Regions from separate parts of the Arachis hypogaea genome. Here region 1 is linked to region 2. Evidence: chromatin contacts called from public Hi-C data. All regions are on one chromosome and are shown on one strand. Each heading gives the region's core, a stretch centred on a gene start, on an enhancer-like site or on the middle of the called end of the contact. The rest is flanking DNA. Distances are from core to core; before and after follow the strand shown. Region 1 has its middle 25 kb from the start of LOC112782974. Region 2 holds the start of LOC112785268 (abscisic acid 8'-hydroxylase 4).

Evidence for each region. A called contact is a pair of places that touch in the nucleus more often than the background predicts.
Region 1: a contact with region 2 is called in a Hi-C map of an unstated tissue, with 2.9 times the contacts expected there. The contact joins the enhancer-like site here to the promoter of LOC112785268 in region 2. A contact is called at or near these places in 4 of 8 Hi-C or Micro-C datasets (leaf and an unstated tissue).

What each region holds. Positions count from the first base shown.
Region 1 is chr20:50,398,495-50,402,317 of arahy.Tifrunner.gnm2.J5K5, forward strand. No RefSeq gene overlaps it. Among protein-coding and RNA genes, the nearest start is that of LOC112782974, 25 kb to the right of the region's middle. Within about 2 kb of position 2,102, at least 2 of the 3 cell types and tissues checked have open chromatin away from gene starts, as enhancers often do.
Region 2 is chr20:50,104,567-50,108,777 of arahy.Tifrunner.gnm2.J5K5, forward strand. LOC112785268 (abscisic acid 8'-hydroxylase 4) reads right to left here and starts at 1,986. Exons shown (of 9, transcript XM_025828726.2): 1 at 1,545-1,986; 2 at 1,124-1,448; 3 at 692-841; 4 at 161-409. The coding sequence starts at 1,777.

The sequences.
Region 1 (3,823 bases), core at 852-3,351, 290 kb after region 2:
AGTGCTTATCCACATTTGGAGCTGTCGCTAAACACGCGTACAAAAGTATAACACTTTATTTGAAACACGGTATATGTGATGCTACTATATGGTAGTTAATTTTTCATACAAGTGCGGCTACAAAAAGCAATGAACTTATACTCCAAGAATGTGGATTTATCACGGCTCTGTAGCTTTGCATTGATGCAGTGAGGATAAAATTTTGATGAATGGCATTACACATATCGCATATGGTTCCTTGTAACTGGCTCAGGAAATTCAACAGCCAACTTTAATATAATGTATTACCTTATTCACTGAAAACTGAAAAAAGTAAACTAAACAACTAAAATATAAATGTAATAAGATATAAATTGTAAAATTATTTTATTTAATAAAAATTTTAGAATTAGATTACTCATTTAAGATTTAAGGTTTAGAGTATTTTAAATTTTTTTTTGTTTTATACCTTTAATAACAAGTTCATTTTAATTTAAAAGAGCGTCGAACACAACATTCTTTTTAGAATGTATTAGTATTTGCGAACTGATAAGTGTGTGATATTTAAATAATAAAGTCAAATTGTTAATCCCATTTGACTTGATTATAAAATGGTGGTGTATGTTAGCTAGATTATGCGGCTCCATTCTTTGTTTTTCATAATTTCATAGAATATAATGAGGTTATTATAATAAAACTTCGCTTTCATCATTGATAAGATCAGTGAATCAGCTAATAGCTGTAGCTGCTACTCTCTCCGACCACAATGCTTGATCTCAATCTAAATCCAAATAAAGTGGCTTCTCCATTGAGTCTGCGAAAGCAAGGTCACTTTCTTACCTCAAGAATATATAGTGGGACGATAGGTGTTATTGTTAAGCAGCACTACTGAGTCTGGGTTGAGATGTACGTTTGTCATTTTTATTTTCCAAACATTTAAAGGTGCTGCCAAATAAATAAATAAATAAATATATATATATATATATATATATATATATATATATATATATATATATTATGCTTTTCTAGTGGTAGTCAAAATATTAAAATATGGTAACATCTTTTGATTAAGTGATTATTATTACTTTAATAATTACAATTATTCTACATGAACGGTTAGACACAAAAATTTAATCACCATTCAATCATCTTTGTAAAAAAAAATATATTTAATATTTATAAAAAAATTAATTATATGACTATAAAAATATTTGATTATTTTGTTATAATAGATTTGATTATTTTATTTTAAATTTTTTTATTATTCTAATAATCAATTATGTTATTAAACAATAAATATAAATAAATATCTAAAATATTTTTGTAAAAATTGTAATCGTTTTTAAATAATTTGTTACAATGGTAACTAATTAAAAATATATTATATTTAACACATTATTAAATTATAAGAACCAACCTATGATTAGATAAAATCTAGTAACATACTAGTGTAGCAAAGATAATGGAATAAAATATGGACAATAATAATGACAATATTATCTAGAATCGCAAGTATTTGCATCTGTCTCTATCTATTCGTGAGGAATAATTATCTACTCAAATGGGGGGCGGGAGAGGTCGGGTTTAGAAAATTTTCGCTCCTATGTATCCGTTTTAATATATATATATATATATAATTTTAATATATAATATATGTAATATATATAAAATAATTAGTAAAATAATTAATAATATTGTATTATTTTTAAATTTTTTATTTTAATTTATATTATATATATAAAATATAAATATATGAAATTTAAAATTTAATTTTATTTATTAAATTTTAATATTATAAAAACGAGACATATTAAGATTTAATTTTTTACTAACTACAAATGAAAATAAAGGAATTTTATACAAAATTATTTTAGGACAGAAAAAGGTTAGGTAGGACAAAAATAGATCACTATCCATCTCATTGTCATCTCTATAGATAGAATTGCTACAAAAAGAAAGAGAACAAAACGGAAAACAAGGTGCCCGCTAGGTTTGTACCAAAAGAAGACAAACAAAATCTGAAAAGCTGAAAGATTATTAGCAGCAGTAGTAGGTGCCTCTATTTATTTATTTATTTATTTTTTATAATTATTTGGATTTTGGAACAAATACATGCGGCGAATTGAATAGCGTCGGCATTTCATGCTTCGATGGGTGGCTTAAGAAAGTGATTACGATGAGTCTATGAGGGAGAAAGGGACTCCCATTATCCTATATTTATGACGTGGATTTTGGTCATGCCTTAAGGGCCTTGGAGCTCAGGGGAAAGTTACCTCTCATATTGGAACAAGTGCCTCATGTGTGGCCGCGATTTCCACGTTGCCATCTCATGTAAGAGATCACCACCCCACTTCCGTTATTTTTCTGCCTAGTCACCCCTATATCAAGGTTTTAATGAAAATACAGAAATTTACTCCACTATTCACAAATTTATAGTAACGTATAGTCACAAAAAAAAAAAAAAAGATTTATAGTAACATATCTATATTCAATTTGATATGTGGTAAATTTTTGTTCGTGTCTAACCAAGTTAGATTGGTCTAATAGTTAGCTCACTAGTCCACTTAAATAAGTATTGGGGTTTGAATCCCACTTTGTATATACAGCAATTCATTGGCTAATAATAAACCCTTAAATAGAACTCAATACCGCGGTGGATTAGTAAAAAAATTTGTTCATATCTACTTGTCGAGTTAAGTCCCAGTTTGGTCTCTAAAATTGGTAAGCTGCAATGATTTAATCCTTAACTTTTTAATTGCTATAATTTAGTCCCCCAAATTCAAACAAGTACACAAATGTAGTCCTTCGTATATTTTCCGTTGTTGGAGCTTAACGCCGATAGTGACGTGCCCTTACTACCAGAATGTCACGCTTCCGGCTGCGCCACTCTGATAGTGAGGAGTATTATGATGACTTCTATATACTTAATAATAAGATATTAGCCTTTGACTCGAAAACGTATCGCTGTTTTGTTGAAAAAATCAGAAATACTGTTAAAATTTTACCAACATGTATATATCCAAAACTTCTTATACAAGTAACTTATACATATTATATACAAACAAATCATACAACTCCTATCCCTCTTAAAAAATTATAATAATAAAGGCAATTGAAATCTATAACATATGTATACAAGAAAAAATAACATATCTAAGAACTTAGCAAAAACTTTGCAGGCTTCTTCGTCCGTCTTGAAAAGAGAAGTCTGTAGGAGGGTGAGAACATCGTCCTCAAAAGGGTTCTCAGTAAAGGGTTTTTAAGAATTGTTACAAGAAGATATTCTAAATAAAACTATTTTCACACGTAGTGATCATCAGTTCATTAATCAAATATAAAACTCATATTTTCTTATAAAAATTTCACGCAAAATAACATTTCATACATTTCACCGCTTACTAAGAAACCATTTTAACCAAAATACTTACCATTGATCAAATCAACTCGGCCTCCGGCCCAAATCTAATCAACTCAACCTCTGGCTCAAATTAAATCAACTCGGCCGTTGGCCCAAAATCAAATCAACTCGGCCTACGGCCCAATTCAAAACAAATCATCATTAAAACTCAATCACAAAATAAAATCAATAACAGACACAAATAATGCAAGACAAACACAATCAGAGAGCAATTACAACCAGTACAACAAATAACAATTAGACAGAAAACATTAGATATGCAAACCAAAATACTTAAGCACACCCAGACAAAGAAAACAAATGCAATATGATGCATGCCTGTCCTACTTGCCGTGAGCTCAAGTGTCGGTTAAATCGCCAGAGCCTAACACATCCAGTAGCTAAACTGCACATTGTCTCTAGGTTGCGCATGTAAGAACCGCAACT
Region 2 (4,211 bases), core at 736-3,235:
AGTGTAATCCCATTATATTATACTGTTGACTCATCAATAAATAAATAAATAAATAATTTCAACGGTTTAATTTATTATGGCCTACATAGATTTGGAAAATCTTTCCATGGGGACAAAAAGCAAAACATGAAAAATTAAACTTGATGAACTAATAACTTACTTTGATTGCTTCAAGAAGTTTCTGGTCATCATGAAGATATTTGAGAATCCATGTTAGAACACTTGCTGTTGTGTCCTGAGCCGCAAACAGAACCCCAATAACGTTATCTGCTATTTGTTCATCCGTTAATGTTTTCCCCTTTTCATCTCTGTAGTTCAACATGTGACCCAATAGATCCTTCTCCATCAATCTTTGCTCCTTCCTCTTGCTAATTATTTCACTTATTATCTCCCTGATCCTCTTCCTAGCCTTTAACATATTTAAACAAAAAAGAGAAAACATTAAATACGTGAAGAATGGAACATTTTACTTGTTTTTATTTCTTTTTAATTTTTCAATTGTAATAAGTTCTACTGTAAGTGTTAACTGCTTTTTTTTTCTTAAAAACCCAACCATATTACATAAACATGGAAAATACAGGTTGTATACTGTCAAATTAAAAATGTTAAAAGAAAAAGATGAGTAGGTTTCAATTGTAATAAGACTTTTGATTATTTTTCTTTAAAAGAAAATAATGTAGAAAAAGCTTACCAAGAGTGCTTTGGAGTATGAAGTTCCACGAATCATTGTTTGGAAAGAATTGTAGCCTTTCTCAACTATGCTGTAGTTCTCTTTAAGCTGATCTCTATAATTTCCTTCCAAGTTACCAAACACTGAGAGGATCCCAATGTTGAAAGAGAACTGTCAACAAGTGAGTTAGAAAAATCAATAATATAGATCATGACCTTACAATAATAATGGAGGACCCATATATTTATGAGGAACGAATCAACAAATAATAACAAAATCCAAATCCAAATCTAACGCAATGCAATAAAATTAAATCATCAAAAGAGACAATATTAATGGATACCTTAATTTTATTTTTATTATTATCGCATTCATCACATCAAAAATATACTGTTGTTAAGAGAAGATGTACATGAATGATTATATTTTTAGAAAGTAAGTAATGAAAGGAACCTTTTTCATTTCTTGGAAGGCGTTGACGACGTCTCCGGCGGAGACCCAGGATTCCAAGGAGGAAACAACCTCGGTCTCGATGTCCGGGATGAGTCGGCGGATGGTGTCGGGGGATAGGGAGTTCTGGACAAGCTTCCTTATAAGGGTATGGTAGTGGCCTTGGTGGAAGAACAATGCAGAAGGACCTATGAGCTTCTCTTTGCTTTTTGGGTATGTTGGCTTGAACAAGTGCGCGTGTGTCACCAACACAAACCGCGCACCCTCGGGACTCGCCAGCATCACGCATGGACAACCTAGTATGTGTGTCTTAAAAATCTCCCCATATCTGCACACCATACGAACAATAAATAGGTTAGTAATAATATCAATAAACTTATTTATTTATGTCTAACAGAACCTATTCTTTGATAGTTTTAAGAACCTTTTCTGTTTGGACGCGAAGAAGATGTTAGGGTCCTGCGAATAAAGCTGAAGAGTCTCTCCAACGTAAGGCCAACCCATTGAACCAGGTGGAAGCTTAGGCTTATTAGCTACGTTTTCGACTTTGTCTCGTTTCTTTGTTAGAAGATTTGAGAAGAAGAATAAGAACAAGAGGAGGAAGCACATCCATGATAGTAATAATAATAAGGTAGATATAGAAGCACTAATCTCCATACAATATTATTATAGCGCCTTAGCTAGCTTTTTCTTCTTTAATTGGTGATGATAACAAAGGATTATTCAAGTTCCCGCAGTAGTTTGCGGGTGAAGAGAACGAGGAAATTATTAAATGGAAGAATAGGGTAGCTTGCGGTGTTGTGTTCTCTTTGTTCAAAGTTAATGAAGGATACGTTGGAGTTAGATGGTATATATAGAGGCAACAAGTACGCACGGTTGGGAGGCATGGGTCTTTATCTACATACTAATCAAATTTCAAATTAATAATGATTATCTTTTTTAGTTAGATTTTAGTTAAAATGAGATTTCAAGGTACATATTATTGTGAGTAAAATACTGTGTATCTAATTCATAAAAAAAGTCATTCAAATATATATTACTTTTGGAAACATAAAAAATAATTAAAAAGTCGATTTTGATTTATTTTAAGAAGTTATTAAGAGAATAATTAGAGAATGAATTAAAATTCTTTATTATTATTATTATTATCATTATTATTATTATTATTGTAATTTTTATTTTCAATAAATACACTGAAGATTTAAAATTTATTTTTTTTAAAAAAAATTTTAATAGATAAGTCTATTTAATATGAACGCTAGAAGCAAATTCTAGTTTAACAATTTGAGTTATTATAAAAATTGTTCACGTTTAACCCAAAATGTTTGAGCGCTACTATGTATAGTATATATACACTACTACTGTATGGATAACTGCGGCCAAATAGTCAAATGGATCGGACAAATAAAGCATTTCTGATGGATCTCAATTCTCATGGATAAATGTTACAAAAAGAATGATGAGGTGTGACGTGAAGAAGGAGCCCTTATATAATCTGTGTGGTCAAGGTTTCGATTTTAAGTATCTAAGATGGGAATGGTTTGTAATTGTTTTTGAGCTTTTTTTTATTTTGATTTTTTTTATGGAATAAGAAGATGTATTATTATTATTATTATTGTTATTATTATTATTATTATTATTATTATTAATTTAGTGATGATTAATATTATAGTTTTAGGTTAAAAGCTTACAAGTGTTGCTGATGTATGTATTTATTATGCAGAAAATTAATATGTTTAATAACAAGTTTAAATGACCATAGACTGCACTCATCCTCATTGCTGATCTATGTCAAATGTATCTAACATTCTAACTAAATATTCTCTTCTTTCTTCTTTCTTCTAATTGTAACTTACGTGACTAACCCTAAATTAAAAAAAAAAAAATTTCACAAGTAAAACAGAAATGTTTAAAATAGAGTTCAAGCATTAAAAAAAAAAAAAAATTATAAAGTATTGACATTGAAAAGAAAAAAGAGAAAAAAAAGTCAAAAGTTAAAACTAAAAGAAAAATAAAATCAAAGGTTAGATCAGAAGAAAAATCAGCGTAGCAATAATTTTATTTTTGTGTTATCATTCTAGTTTATTGAAATTGTCCTTTTCATACATGTACCATTCGGGTAAGAAGAAGAAAGTGAAAGTTTTGTATCTTTGTTGAAAATCAAAAGTCACAATTAAAACTTGAAGCTAAAGAATGGATCAATGTTTTTAGATTTTTGAAGTCAAAGAAAAAGGAAGAAAGAGAAATAGCTAGATAAGAATTCAAGCCAACTCTAATCACTGCTGCTGTCTCATTTTTTCTCTGTGTTTCTGCTCTAACTTTTAGGAAAGAAGAACAAAGTCAAAGATGTTCAACCAATCTCAAAATTTGGAAGCTTTACTCTTATTTAAAAGGATAAACGGCCAGAAATTGAAGTAAAGAGAGTGAACATACCATTTGGTCTTCATAGCTTTCGAGTCTAACCTCCTCTTTCTTCTTCTTCATGATTTTACATTAAATTTTCTATTCTTTAGTTTTATTCTTCTTTATTTTTCAATTAATAAAAAAAGGCAAATATATAGATATTAGTAAAAGCCATTGAAAAAAAAGACAAAGAGAATAATATTGGAGAAAAATAAAAAATTATGTCAAATTCTTTTGTATGTATTTTTGCTTTATATTCATGATCCTGAGAGGATTCTCTTACTAAGTTGGATGAACACTTAGTGATTAGAAATCTAGGAAGTGAACCTAGCCAAATCAAGTTTGGATAGAAGTTTAATTGGTTTGTCCTTAATAGAATATGGTTAAATCCTTAGGAATTAGTGTTTATAATCTTTGATAAAGATAGTGAAAATTTCACCATAATGGTGGAGACTGAATGTAAGTAACATTGCGCAAAGTGAAAATTGTTTATATGACTGTGTCATTTTTTTTTTCTCTATTCTATTTCTGATTTCTTTCGATATGAGATAAAGTGAAAATTGTCTCTTATTTAATCTATCTCACAGAAGTTATAACAAATTAATACACTCAAAAGTAACTTATTGTCTCTATTCCTATTCAATTGTTAAAAGATAAAATAAAATTATCTCTTACACAATCAATTTTG